Regions from separate parts of the Arabidopsis thaliana genome. Here region 2 is linked to region 1. A link is a contact called in public capture Hi-C data. All regions are on one chromosome and are shown on one strand. The core of a region is the stretch at or near the end of the contact, and the rest is flanking DNA. Distances in the headings are between cores, read along the strand shown. Region 1 holds the start of PLT2 (Integrase-type DNA-binding superfamily protein). Region 2 holds the start of AT1G51310 (tRNA (5-methylaminomethyl-2-thiouridylate)-methyltransferase).

Region 1 (6,556 bases), core at 1,558-4,057:
GATGAAGCTGCGTCTGAATGTAACTAAAGGAATCATGATACTGAGAGATATCGTTGTTGTTCTGTAGAGTAAGTAAAGGCTGATGATGATGAAGATGCTCAAAAGGTTGTTGAATGCTTAGAGGGTAAGGTTGAAGCTGAAGCCTAGAGCTGGAAGCAACAGAGCTCGAGCCGCTCGCTGCACCATATTGATGGAAATTTGATCCGAGGGCTATCATTTCCTCTCGTTTTCTTGATGATTCTAGAGCTTGAGCTTCTTTGAGCCGTTTAGCCGCACCACCTCCTATAGGAAGTGTGTTGCTCTCCAGGATGGCTTTCACATCATACCGATTTATCTCAAAGTTTGTAACCGCGTTTAGACCTCGAAACTTTATCGCAGCTATGTCATAAGCTTCTGCTGCTTCTTCCTCCGTGCCTGAGCAAAATATATGAATATAAGCATGACCATATATCTATTTAAGCTTGTAAGTGGTGTTAATTCACATAATTTTCTATAAAATAAAACTGAATTATATTTTTGATATTAGATTAAACTTAATATTTATATCTAATGATCTCTATATAGTACTCACCAAAAAAAAAGTGATCTCTATTTAGTTTGAAACGGTCTTGTATATCATTTAGGAAGACATGATTTGAGAGAATTATATATAAGCATGGTTAATATTTATTCTTACTGAATGTTCCCAAGTAGAGATCTTTGTTTCCAGCAACTCGGCCGATCCTTGCTTGCCATCTTCCATGTTGATGATGCCTTGTTACTCCACGATACATGGATGCACCACGCGAGAATCCGCTACTTTTCCTGCAATTGTTTACGCGAGGTTCTTTAATTAGAAAGTTTTTTCATAGAATTATCTGATTAGAAAGTTCCTACTTAGCTTCTATTTGAAGTTTTACATTCAAGGTCCGATTAAAAGGAAAATCACCTTCTTATAGAAGCCACAAACTCTTGTCTCGTCATGTTTTTCATCTCCTCTACTTCCTTCTCGTAGTTAGTTATCTAAAATACGCAATCAAATAAAAATTACGGAGGAACTAACGATATTATCAACAATTATTACAATTACAAATATTCATGAAAATTTGAAATAACTTACCGGAAAGTTGGTAGTAGTAGAGGGACCCCAATATTTAAGTGCAGCTAGATCATATGCTCTGGCTGCTTTCTCTTCTTTGTCATACCCACCTGAGTGCATAGTCCGATTAAACAAACCATTCTTCAGTATATACATTACTTTAAATCAAATTATAATCAATAACAAAAGAAAAATGAAAGAATCATTTATACTCACCTAAGTAGACTGTAGAGATTTCGAAGAAGTCCAAGATACAAACATCAAGAAAACATAAGAATGATGAGGAACATAATTAGTCCGAAATTAAGATTTCGATCGAGACAAGACCGAAAGAGGAAATAAAATGAAGTAATCAATCAAATAAATGACTACACTTACCTTGTCTTCCTTTCCTTGATTGTCCTTCTCTTCTACAGCTATTATCCCAAAGATGAGCTTCATATCTACCGGTCCATCTATGTCTATATATAACACCCCAAAAAATTAAGTAACAAATTTATATACGCATTTTATTATTGTCACGCGAAAAAATTGAGACATCTTAAACACCTTGTAACTCCACGATAGATAGAGGTTCGTTGTCCAAAAGTTTCCAAAGTCCGTCTCGGTGTAGCCTCAACGATGGCTCCTCCACTTGTGTTGGTAGTGCTGCTACTATTATCGGCACTAGTCTCAGCCGGCGAGGCTTTCACAGTGGCGACTTCTGCAGCGGCAGCTCCAGTACTTCCCATAGAGAGAGTGAGAGATTGCAAATTGTGTGCACTCTCTTGAAGCTCATAATTATTAGGAGCATTAGAGGCACAAGTGACGACTGTAGGTAACAAGCTATTGGTTTGAAAGTAGTAGTCGGAGGCGTTGGTTTGATGAATGTCGTTATAAGGTACGAGGTTGTGATCGGTGTGATGATCCCCCGATTTGCTCACTCCTAAGAAATCAGCCACTTTTGGAACCTCTCCACCTTCGCCGCCTCCACCATGTGGATTGATCATATTCCATCCTAATTAGAAAGAATATAATTAATTATTTTTGTGGTGAAAACACAAACAAAAATTTGTAAAAAAAACAAGAAAATATATGAACATAACAATCTTAAAACATGTGCAATGATGCTTTCGATTTTACATGTCTTAATATTTGAACCCTTCGTTTTTAAAAGCTTTTAACATAGCAAATAGTATATGTTTAATAAAAGAATTGCATTAAGGCCTTGAATATGAACATACATATACATAAATGTGAGTGCACATACCTTGGTTTTGAAAAGGGTTGTCGATATTGTCGTTGACCAAACCTAGATTGAAATGAGAATTTTGTGAAGAGTGAATGTGAGGCGGCAAAGAAGAGTGAGTTGGTGATAGAGGGAACGCGAGCCAGTTGTTAGAATTCATTTCCCTTTTCTTGGAATCAAAGCTTAAACCAGTGAGGTATATAATTTGATCTGAAATGATAGGAATTGGAAGAAAAAAAAAATGATTAGAGACGTATCACAAGATATATAAGTCAAGAGATTTGAGAAACGCAAGTTTGGTAAAGAGAAATCATGAAGAGGTATTACTTGTCAAGGATTGAGAAGAGGAAGAGATCTAGTTCTGCTTTCTCCAAGTATGGCTGCAAACAAAATCCTTGCCTTACGTTCTCTCTCTAGAAAGTAAAAACTATATATATATATCTCTCTCGTAACTTGAAGGTTGAAACAAAGGAGAAGAAGATTTCTGTTAAAGTCTTAAAGATAATTTTTAGGAAGCTAAACAGGTTTTTTTAAAGTTAAACCTATGGCTCGCTTTAAATGTTTTTAAATAATCCTTTTATGATCTCATCAAGGAGGGACTGATGTAAATTAATTTAGCAACCATTAAAAAGATGCAAGTATATATAGAAATAAAGTAGAATTTTTATGCACAACCACATTTATAAATAAAATAATACTACATTGAATGGACTTTAAAATAATGTTGGCACATAAAGTGACTAAAATGAATACAAATGCACTTCTTTAAAATATCTGTTTGGCAGATCTGTATATGATATTGAAATAAATAGGGACACGAGTGTCGTAAATAAGACAAATCTACGCTTCCAACTAGAAAAAGTCCAAACCCTAATTCCCTCTCTCTCTCTAAAGTTTAAACCAACAAAAAATTAAAATCACCTCTTTCTCTAAATTACCCACTTGGATTATTGGAACTCACGTCCCTCGTTTAATGCGATTAATGACTCCCCTAAGCCCAGCATTCCCACACTCCGCAAATCATCTCTTACCATTGACCATATTTTCTTCCCTCTGATCTCTACATACTAACATACACATGTACATACATATCCATATACATGTGTACGCTCACGGCTACGTATTCGTATACGTCTACGTGTTCACATACATGCAATCTCATTGAGAGAGTCCAAGATATGAAGATAATATACATAAAACAACAATTGGATCGATCCTCTTAAATTATAGTTTATTTGTAGATCCCCGAGTTCATTGCATGTGTGTACGGACATGCAATATTATATGAACAGACGTAATTAATTAAATATCAACAAAGCACATTTGGTAAGAGTAAAAGTCACTCTTCGTTCAAAATAATTTGAATATAAGTGAGACGGAAGAAAAAAGGAATAACATCCTATTAATAAATATTTTTCTCCTGTAAAAAGAAAATTAGTAAATGGAGAAAAATTGGGGTGGGATTTTGTTTTGGCTTTCCCGAGTTAAAATCTGTTGACCGATTAATTGGATTTCGCACCCGTCAAAGTGAGATAGTATTGTTAAGTGATTTGAATAAATAAAAATAAAACAATATTTAAGAGTTAAAAGATACAATTACTTATGTCCTAGGCACACTAGAAGCTCGTATTGTGCTAGGAGCCAGGTCTTTGTTTAGTCGCATGCCTTTGTGTCATCCATAACACCGTTCATATTAATGTATATGTACATAATAAATACTGTATAGCTAATTTTTTGTACATTCACCGTAACAGAGAATCGGTCAATATTTAACACTAACCACACTATACATCCTCTTCAACAAGAAAAAAAAAACTCAAGTTCCCATTTACATTATAGAATTTATGGCATTCGTTTTGGTTCTCAATTTATAATTTTGGTTTAATATTCTACTCTATAAGATGAATTATTACCTTTATAGATATCCGTAATATCATTATATAGATATCCAATAATCCACATTTTTAACTGAAGAACAAACAAATCTCACGTAGATAACTATATTATACTATTGCTTCAAATGGATGAAATATAGTTGAATGATTGAAATTTTTTTAGTTGAAAAAAAAAAAGTTAAACATCATTCAGCTCATTCATCTGCAAAAAAAAAGTTAAACATCATTCAGATCATTTCAAATGGTAAAAACTGAGATGAATAGTCATTCAACATTTTCAACCTCTTATATAATTCAAAATGAGAATAAGTTACTATCAGGCATAAGTTAGTAAGTTACTATCCCAACAGTAAGACAAAACTCTAAACCTTTCAAGAAAAAAAAAATATATTATTTAATTTCAAAACAAAGTACCTATCACGTCTTGCTTAAAACATGCAAATCATAATTTCAAAGATTTACTATGATATAAATGCAAACAAATAAAACCACAATACATGGATAAAGTTACAACACATGTTCGAATATCACATTATTTTTGAAGAAATGTTTTTTTAATTACTATGGACAGTGATGATTATATATATAATATATAGATATATTCCTAGCAAAAATTAGTGAGGAGAGATCAATGAGTTGAGGAAACATGATATCATTTTAACATTAAACATTTAATTTCCATTGCCAGAAAAAAAACAAAAGAGGGTTAGGGCTCACCCAAAATATATTTATATAGCAATAGGCCCGCTTCAAAGTTTATACATCTTCCTTCTATATTGCTTCTTATATATGTGTATAAAAAATGTCTATATTAAAAAAATTCTATTCAAAATAAATTTCCTTTTTTGCTTTCCTCAAACTGAACTTACTCAGAGTTCAGACTGCTGCCTCTGAAATAATTAATGCTCCTAGAATCTAAAGAATAATAATCAAATAACGATATGGTGTCTAACAGCGATCAACTGATCATATGATTAAATATGTAAGGAAATAGTGATCATATGATTCATAATATTTTTGAAGATTTTAAGTAAAACAAAGGACAAAAAAAAGGAATCACCTGTTGCCATTTTACAACAATTTCCCGCCAAATTAATGACTTTTTCCTAAATATAAGATTAAAGAAACAGTGAGTTTGACTAAGAAAAGGTAACAAGCCAAATTGCATGCATGTTTAGCATAATAAGATCTAGCAAATTACTGTCTACATTGATAATTATTCTCGACAAATTACAATTTACAACTGCGATTATATGCAACACATATCCGAATATAGTAAAGTGTCTATGTTCACTTTACTTTCTTGAAAGTCTTCAGTTCTGTTTTCACAGATGTCATTTTTTGTAAAAGTACTCACCAAACCAAAAAGAACAACTTTCATTCAGATCCACAACCAAAAAAAAAAAAAGGATGAAAGGCCATAGTAGGAATCAGACAAAAGAAGAAGAAAGTAAAAAACAAAACTGAAAAAGGTGTTATGACAGAAATAAATAAATAGAGTGATTAGGTAAAAGAGTAACTGATCCATTGAAATGTATACCTAAAAATTATAGAATTATTACAATAGATTAAAGCGAGTTATTCAGTATATAGAAATAGTTCTTCAGGTTCTGGTCTAAAAATAAACAAAAGATTAAAAAACTTACAGAAATCCGGAAGAATCTAAGACCAGCAGTAATGGTGGTCTCTCTTATGAATCCCTTATAATAAAAATAAAAAAAAAATAATTAAAAAGAGAAGGACAGAGGAGAGAAGAGATCCAAAAAACCTTATTTAAAGGACAGTCTCAACCCTAAATATACACGTGTAGTTCTTTTAGTAGTCAAACTCTATTAAAAAACTAAAATATAATAACAACATTAAAATATTATTATTATTTTGGTTTTTAGGGACTCATAAGATAGACCACCATTCATGTTGCTCTAAGGAGTTGAAATGTGTGTCGAGAAGGGTAAAGAGAGGTGCAATTTGTTGTCTTTAGCCACCGGATATCACCGGTCATTACTTTTTTTTTTATTGGCAACGTTTCAGATTTTGGTGTCTTGTTCTTGTAATATCTCCACCGTCACGTGTCTATTTATTCGATCAAAAATATTGTCAATTTATGTTCTGAGTTAGGTTTGGCTTTGCATGCATTTTATAAAAATGAACAGAATTGACAAAAGAAAATTGCATATAGAAGAAACTGAAATTGGTAAAGAAGAGTTTTGGCCGTATCATTAAGAAACAAGAGAGAATTATATATAGTATTTGGGCATACTATATATAGATCTAGTAAAATCAGAATATTGTAGTATATATATACTGTATAAAACAGATCTGGTAGGGCTAAAACAATATTTTTTTAATCAGTTA
Region 2 (6,556 bases), core at 2,416-4,915, 45 kb before region 1:
GTACAAAAAATAAGTTAAAACAAAGAGATTTTTTGACTAAATAATATTAAATTTTGGAAGAAATATTTAAAATGTATTAGATGCTTCCAGATAAAATAAACTGTACGTAGATATGCTATATTTATTTGGATTTGTTTCCTTATAGCTATTTTAGTGTTTCTAAACAAAAAACAAATATATATTATCGTCAACTTAATCATTTAGTGGTATATGAATTATTTTCACTTCCTAGATTGACACATTTCAAAATGAATTAATTGTTTTGATATGTTTTTGTCAAACTAAAAATATTTTACCTGTATCAAATAGATGCTTTTAAAAACAAAAAAAAATACAAATAATTGTAATGATTAAAATATACTCAAATAAAATGCAAACATTTTGTTGAGCAAAGATATTACAATTTATGAATTATGATTTAAATATAATGTAGAAATCAAAATATAGTAAAATATTGTATATACTATACTAGATAAGACCATTCTAAATATGCGGGTGTTAGATATAAATGTAAATTTTTTTGACAGAATTTGATTTTGAATAGTAAAATGGTAAGCTACACATTTTTCGATATTTAATGTAATAATTTTGGTTTTGAACAAAATTTGAGTCTTATGTATTCTATGTTATATACATTGTAATTCTATATACAATCTTATTGATGATATTTGAATTTGAAATAGTAATTCAAACACTTTTTCTATATTCAATTTAGTATTTAGAAAGAATTTTTTTTTACATCTTACCCATAAAATTTTGCTACAACTTAACTATCAGCTAGTTCATCATAATAAACTCGAATTTTACTTCTACGTACTTCATCTTAAGCGAAGCATGCATCTTAAGATAATTTGTTTTTGTCAAATAGCTTCCACCATTTGTTTTTTCAAATTCATTTATTTATTGGGTGTTATTGAAGCATGCATTAAAAGAGATAAAGTAGATGCCATAAATTGAAGAGTATAACAGTTCTACTACCCATAAATTGCACAATGCACTACATTAGTTATTTAAGCTGGTAAAATCACTAGCTACCAGGATAAACCACATATATATGAAACGAGCAAACTAGTGCATCATATAAAACCTACCGAATTTACAATAAACTGTCTAAACCCTTTAGTGAACAAAAGCTTTGATCGTACTCATTTGTTATTGCTAAAGTGTCCATAAGGCTTTAGCTAATATAATTAAAACTTCTAAAGAATACACTTCATAAAAAGTTGAAAATATTTATAATATTAAGACTTTTATGAAGTTTCAAATATTATAAATATTTTAACTTTAGAAGAATTTTAAATATTATAAATATTATAGAGTACCATAGCTTCAGAAAACAATATACAAGAGTAACATACCTTCAGTATCTCGATCAGAGCTGTGGATATGTGTGAATCAGGCTTCTTAGAGTCGTTAAAGTTGAGCACATATTGCTTCATTAACAAATAGAAACCCAAGTGTCAGATATAAAAAAAGGAAGGAAAGCATTACGTAAGTTTCAAATAAAAGAACCCGTTTTTTTTCCTCTATCAGAATTTAAAATTCAGTACTCACCTTGGTGTTGCGGAAGCCTAATTCATCGATTCTTAAAATTTGGGTGATATGTTCTTCATGTTCCTTCAGCTGTGTGAGGACATCGCCCATCACCCGAACAACAAATTTTACAAGTCTATATTGAAAAACAGTGTCAGATTCTATTGAAAGACAAAATCTATATTGAAAATGAGAATGCGATAAATAATCTTCTATTTGACTTACCCACTGAAAACACCTTGTTTGGCTTCTAAATATTCCATTCCATAACGAACTGGACGTTGGAATAGACGTTGGAAAACATACCACTACTTTCTTCACTTATACATAACTTATGTTAGTGAATCATCTTGCGAGAGAAAATCATACAGCTTTTGAAAGAATTAATGACTTTACCAGGTTTTGATCCATGGGCAATAGCAAATGACACAATTGTTATATGATCAACAACAATTTCGTATGCCTTGGTCACATAGCTCATTTTTCCATCATATTTCGCAGCTCATGTGGCCTAATATAAAAAGGTCTTAATGTCTAGATGATGAAAATTATTTTAATGTTTTAATATAAAATTTTTTACGAGAAAGGCTTCTATTTTTTGGATAAAACTGCAACCCCCTATTCTCCCACGATCTCGATGGAACAACGACATGGCCTTATACAAAAAGCTTTCAAATTTCTTCCTTTCAAATTTATATTTCCTCCTTCTCTAATCAGATGTTTTTTAAAAAATTTCTTACATATTCAGATTTTGGAGTTAATCAATAGCATCTTTCTTCTAATAGCAATCACTACTTCTATATCAAAATCTTTCAATATACAAATTATGGATTCGAAATTTTCTAATTGCATCCAATTTTCTATTTTACGATTTGTTCTTAGTCTTCTTGACTTTTAATTTTACACTTTATTTGTATTTGCAGGTTCTTATTCCATATTTCATTGAAATATATGCCAGAGAGATAAACAATGATAAACCAGATTTGTATTCAACTTACACTTTGATTTCTTTGATCTTTGTTGTCTCTCTCTATCTCCCAATCTCTACTGAACCTCTGTTGTTTAATTTGGATCAAAGGTAAACTTTTCGACTTTTAGATTCTTGATTAGAATGAATATTGATTTCTTCACGATTTGATTCAATTTTGCCGGTTCTTCTGTTACCATTTCGCGTTTTGATTGTAGATTAGTGTTCATGTGCCACAAAAGTTTTTAATTTCATTTATTGTTTGCTTCGGATAAATAGAGTATAAAGTGAATATTCAAATCTTTTTAAAACTTAAAATTGATAAGTGATTGAAAATTAAATCACTTACAGAGTTAGAACCATGAATAAACTTTGGCTCGTGGTAGTTATTCAACCAGATGCTTACAAGGCACTATATAATGTGTTTAGGATGATTTGTTAAAAACAACCACTTGGGTGTTATTGATGCAAGTATTCATGAGACTGTCACGCTGTATGCCGTCAATAAAAATGAGCCTGATAAATTTAAAAATTTGTTTGCTTCGGATTATACGCAGCAAATGCTTATACTATTTAACAGTTTGTTCTTTGATTTCTTAATTTTAATTTAATATATTTGTTTTGATTTGCAAGTTCATATTCCAAACTTCATTCTCCATATATGCCACTCAACATTAGATTAAACAAATTTATAATAAACAAACAAAAATGGATTACTCCGTCATATTTATGACGGTGCAAACAGAAAAGCTAATTTGAAGGTTTAAATTATTCGTAAATTATTTTTTGGTGGTTTATAATGTTAGTGAAAAATTTTCAAAATTTAAAGTGCTACCTAATAATATTTTGAAGGTTAAAATGTAATTTTCTCAATGTTTAGTATAAGTCTATAACAGAATAGTTACCATTTGAGGGAAATACTAATTCATTGATTCTATGGAGCAAATTAACATTAAGCATGCAGTTTTTGTTCAAACCGATTGGCACAAACCACCACCGAATTCGGTACTTTATTAACCAAAATAAACCGAAAGCCAACCCAAGCAAACAGAACTATTCGGCTAATTTTGGTGGCATCGTCTGGTAACCGAAGCAAGCGGCTCGGTTCATTTTGGTTAACCGAACCAAATGATAACATAAAAATGTCATTTCGAGGTTTTTGTCTTATAAAGCAAAACAGTGCAGATAAGATAAACCCTCCGGTTTTACCCGAAGGTTCAATCGCCGGCGAATTCCGATGTTCTCCGCCGTCGCCAAACCCTTCCTCTCTCCCTCACCACCGCTATTTCGCCTTCCTCTTTCCTCTATCTCAATTTCCTTCCGCGTTTTCCCCTCATTCTTCTCCTCCTCCTCTTCCTCTCAATTGCCGTCTCCACAATCTTCTAACCCAATCACGCCTCTCATATCCTCGAACCGTAACTATAGCCGCCATGCCTTTATCGTCGACCAATACCTCTCATGTTCCATGCCTGAGAAGCCTCTTCGTGTCGCCGTACTCCTCAGTGGCGGCGTCGATAGCAGTGTCGCTCTCCGTCTCCTCCACGCCGCTGGTCACTCATGTACCGCTTTCTATCTCAAAATCTGGTTTCAGGTGTGCTTCTTCTTCTTCTTCGTAATTGCTTGTTGGAACCATAGACATATGGGTTTGTGATTGTTTCAATGTTGTGTAGGAAGGCTTTGAGAATTTCTGGAATCAGTGCCCTTGGGAAGATGATTTGAAATATGCAAAACATGTTTGTGAGCAGGTACTGTTCTTGATAAACCATTTCGATTCCTGTTTCAAAAGCTTCATGCTTTGTATACTTTTACAATGAAGGGACGATGTTTACTGTTTCTAGTGGTGCCATTTTTACAGGTTGATGTTCCTTTGGAGGTTGTGCATTTAACAGATGAATATTGGGAAAGAGTTGTAAGTTCTTTCTTCGTTGCTTCTTTTTAGAATGCTAGTAATTGGGTTTCTGATTGGGTTTCTTACTATATATCAGGTTTCCTACATTATTGAGGAGTATCGATGTGGACGTACACCTAATCCGGATGTTCTATGTAATACTAGAATTAAGTTTGGTAAGCTCTTAAGTGCAATAGTTTGTGATCAAGGGTTTTCGCCAATGAAGAAAGACTTCTGCTTTCAGTTGAAGTGTATATGCTAATTTGACTAATCAGCGATAGTTTGACCTTATATATTCAGGTGCATTCATGGATGCAATCAGTGATATGGAGTATGACTATGTAGGTTCAGGTCATTATGCTAAAGTGGTCCATCCTCCTGCTGACCAAAATGATGCATCATCTGTTTTGGAACTATCACAAGACATGGTACTTACTCCAGTAAAATACTCTTGACTTAATCTGCCGGTTATTTCTGATCAGCATGTTTAATGTTTGCATTGTACCTATTGTTTTTGGCTATAATGCTTCGTAGGTGCATTTCTTTTAATTTCAGTACCTCTACCATTTATAGTCTGTATTTTTCTATTGTTTAGGTGAAGGATCAGACCTACTTCCTCTCACATCTCTCTCAAACCCAGCTTAAGCGACTGCTTTTCCCACTTGGTTGTGTAAAAAAGGTACTCGAGGAAGTTTGTCCCACTTGGTTGGGAGAGCTTTTATTCCCATACCTCTGCTCGATTCCGAAAGAAAATTAATAACGAAAACATTTTGATTTCTTCGTGGTGGTTGTCATACTTTTTTTCTGGTGTACAGGACGAAGTTCGCAAACTAGCCACACAATTCGATTTGCCAAATAAAGATAGAAAGGATTCGCAAGGAATTTGTTTCCTTGGGAAGGTATGTTTTTTAGTTTGCTCTTCTGATTAATGGCTGTTTGTCTAGTGCAAGTCTGAAACATAAGAACATGGTTTTCTGTAATAGATAAAGTTCAGCGACTTTGTCTGTAGACACATAGGGGAGATGGAAGGAATTATATTGGAAGCCGAATCTGGGGATTTTCTTGGTAACCACCGGGGATTTTGGTTTTACACAATTGGACAACGCCAAGGCTTGCGTTTACCCGGTGGCCCCTGGTATGTTTCTTAAAAGATGTATGAGATTCTTAGCTATTTTTGTCGTTGGTTGAGATACCAGCAATTGGCTCATATGACAATTATAAGCAGCTTCTGGTTCTTAATATATGAACACTTCATTAGTGTTGAGAAGACAATTTGGCTGAACGCCAAGTATAAATTCTTTTGGATCTTTAATTTTGGTTGTGATATCCCTTTATCCATGTACAGGTATGTTGTTGAAAAGGACACCAAGAACAATGTAGTGTTTGTCTCCAGAAATTATTACTCAATCGACAAGAGAAGGCGGATTTTCCGTGTCGGCTCCTTAAGATGGAATAGTGGGAAACCTTCAGGCAAAGTTAGAGAGCTCCGTTGCAAGGTAAACAATATGATTACTTTCTACACATGATAGTTTACTTGGCACTGATAAGTTGAGAGCGGCTTTTATAGGTCCGACATGGGCCTGGCTTCTACAGCTGCAGTTTTGAAATGGAAGGAGACGGAGATGTTGCAGTTGTGCACCTAGACGAAGACGATCAAGGTCTAGCTGCTGGACAGTTTGCAGCGTTTTACGAGGGAACCACTTGCATTGGTTCAGGCGTAATTCTGGAGTCATGGGATGATCAGTGTTTCCCGGTCTGTGCAAAAGCCCTTCAACTCGCAGCATTGGAAGATAAAACCAAACTCGGGAAACCTGTCAAAATCATGACAATGCCTACTATGTCATCTGTTGAGGCTGATACAGGAGAAGCCAGTGCAGAGCAAAAACTAGTCAACGCATAAGAGAAGCCAGTGCTCTCACAAACTCTGTAGGTCCGAGGCTTTAGCTGAGAGGCTTTAAGCTTCAGCATTTGATGAAATGCTGTATCATAAGGTGTAGTGTTATACAGACAGAGGCTACGCATTGTCTTAATTCTTTTTGTAACTGAATGGTTCAACCATATGTATACAAAAACGTGCCTTGGTAAAGTGTAGCACTGGTTCCAAGTAATCTCAGGTCCAAGTGATTGAGTTTCACTGTCATCAGCTTGGTTTTCATCAATTTCGCTTC

What was found. Capture Hi-C pulls out chosen DNA fragments and counts their contacts.
Region 2: a capture Hi-C map of shoot shows a contact between it and region 1, with 2.4 times the contacts expected there. A contact is called at or near these places in 3 of 3 other capture datasets (root, seedling and shoot).

Annotation. Positions count from the first base shown.
Region 1 is chr1:18,973,427-18,979,982 of TAIR10.1, reverse strand. It overlaps PLT2 (Integrase-type DNA-binding superfamily protein), which reads right to left and starts at 2,807. Exons shown (of 9, transcript NM_103997.4): 1 at 2,634-2,807; 2 at 2,328-2,516; 3 at 1,628-2,075; 4 at 1,457-1,539; 5 at 1,295-1,303; 6 at 1,100-1,188; 7 at 929-1,002; 8 at 677-804; 9 at 1-414. The coding sequence starts at 2,466.
Region 2 is chr1:19,018,917-19,025,472 of TAIR10.1, reverse strand. It overlaps AT1G51310 (tRNA (5-methylaminomethyl-2-thiouridylate)-methyltransferase), which reads left to right and starts at 3,665. Exons shown (of 10, transcript NM_104009.3): 1 at 3,665-4,091; 2 at 4,171-4,245; 3 at 4,356-4,409; 4 at 4,486-4,564; 5 at 4,689-4,816; 6 at 4,984-5,067; 7 at 5,204-5,287; 8 at 5,372-5,523; 9 at 5,734-5,884; 10 at 5,956-6,532. The coding sequence starts at 3,738. The coding sequence ends at 6,288.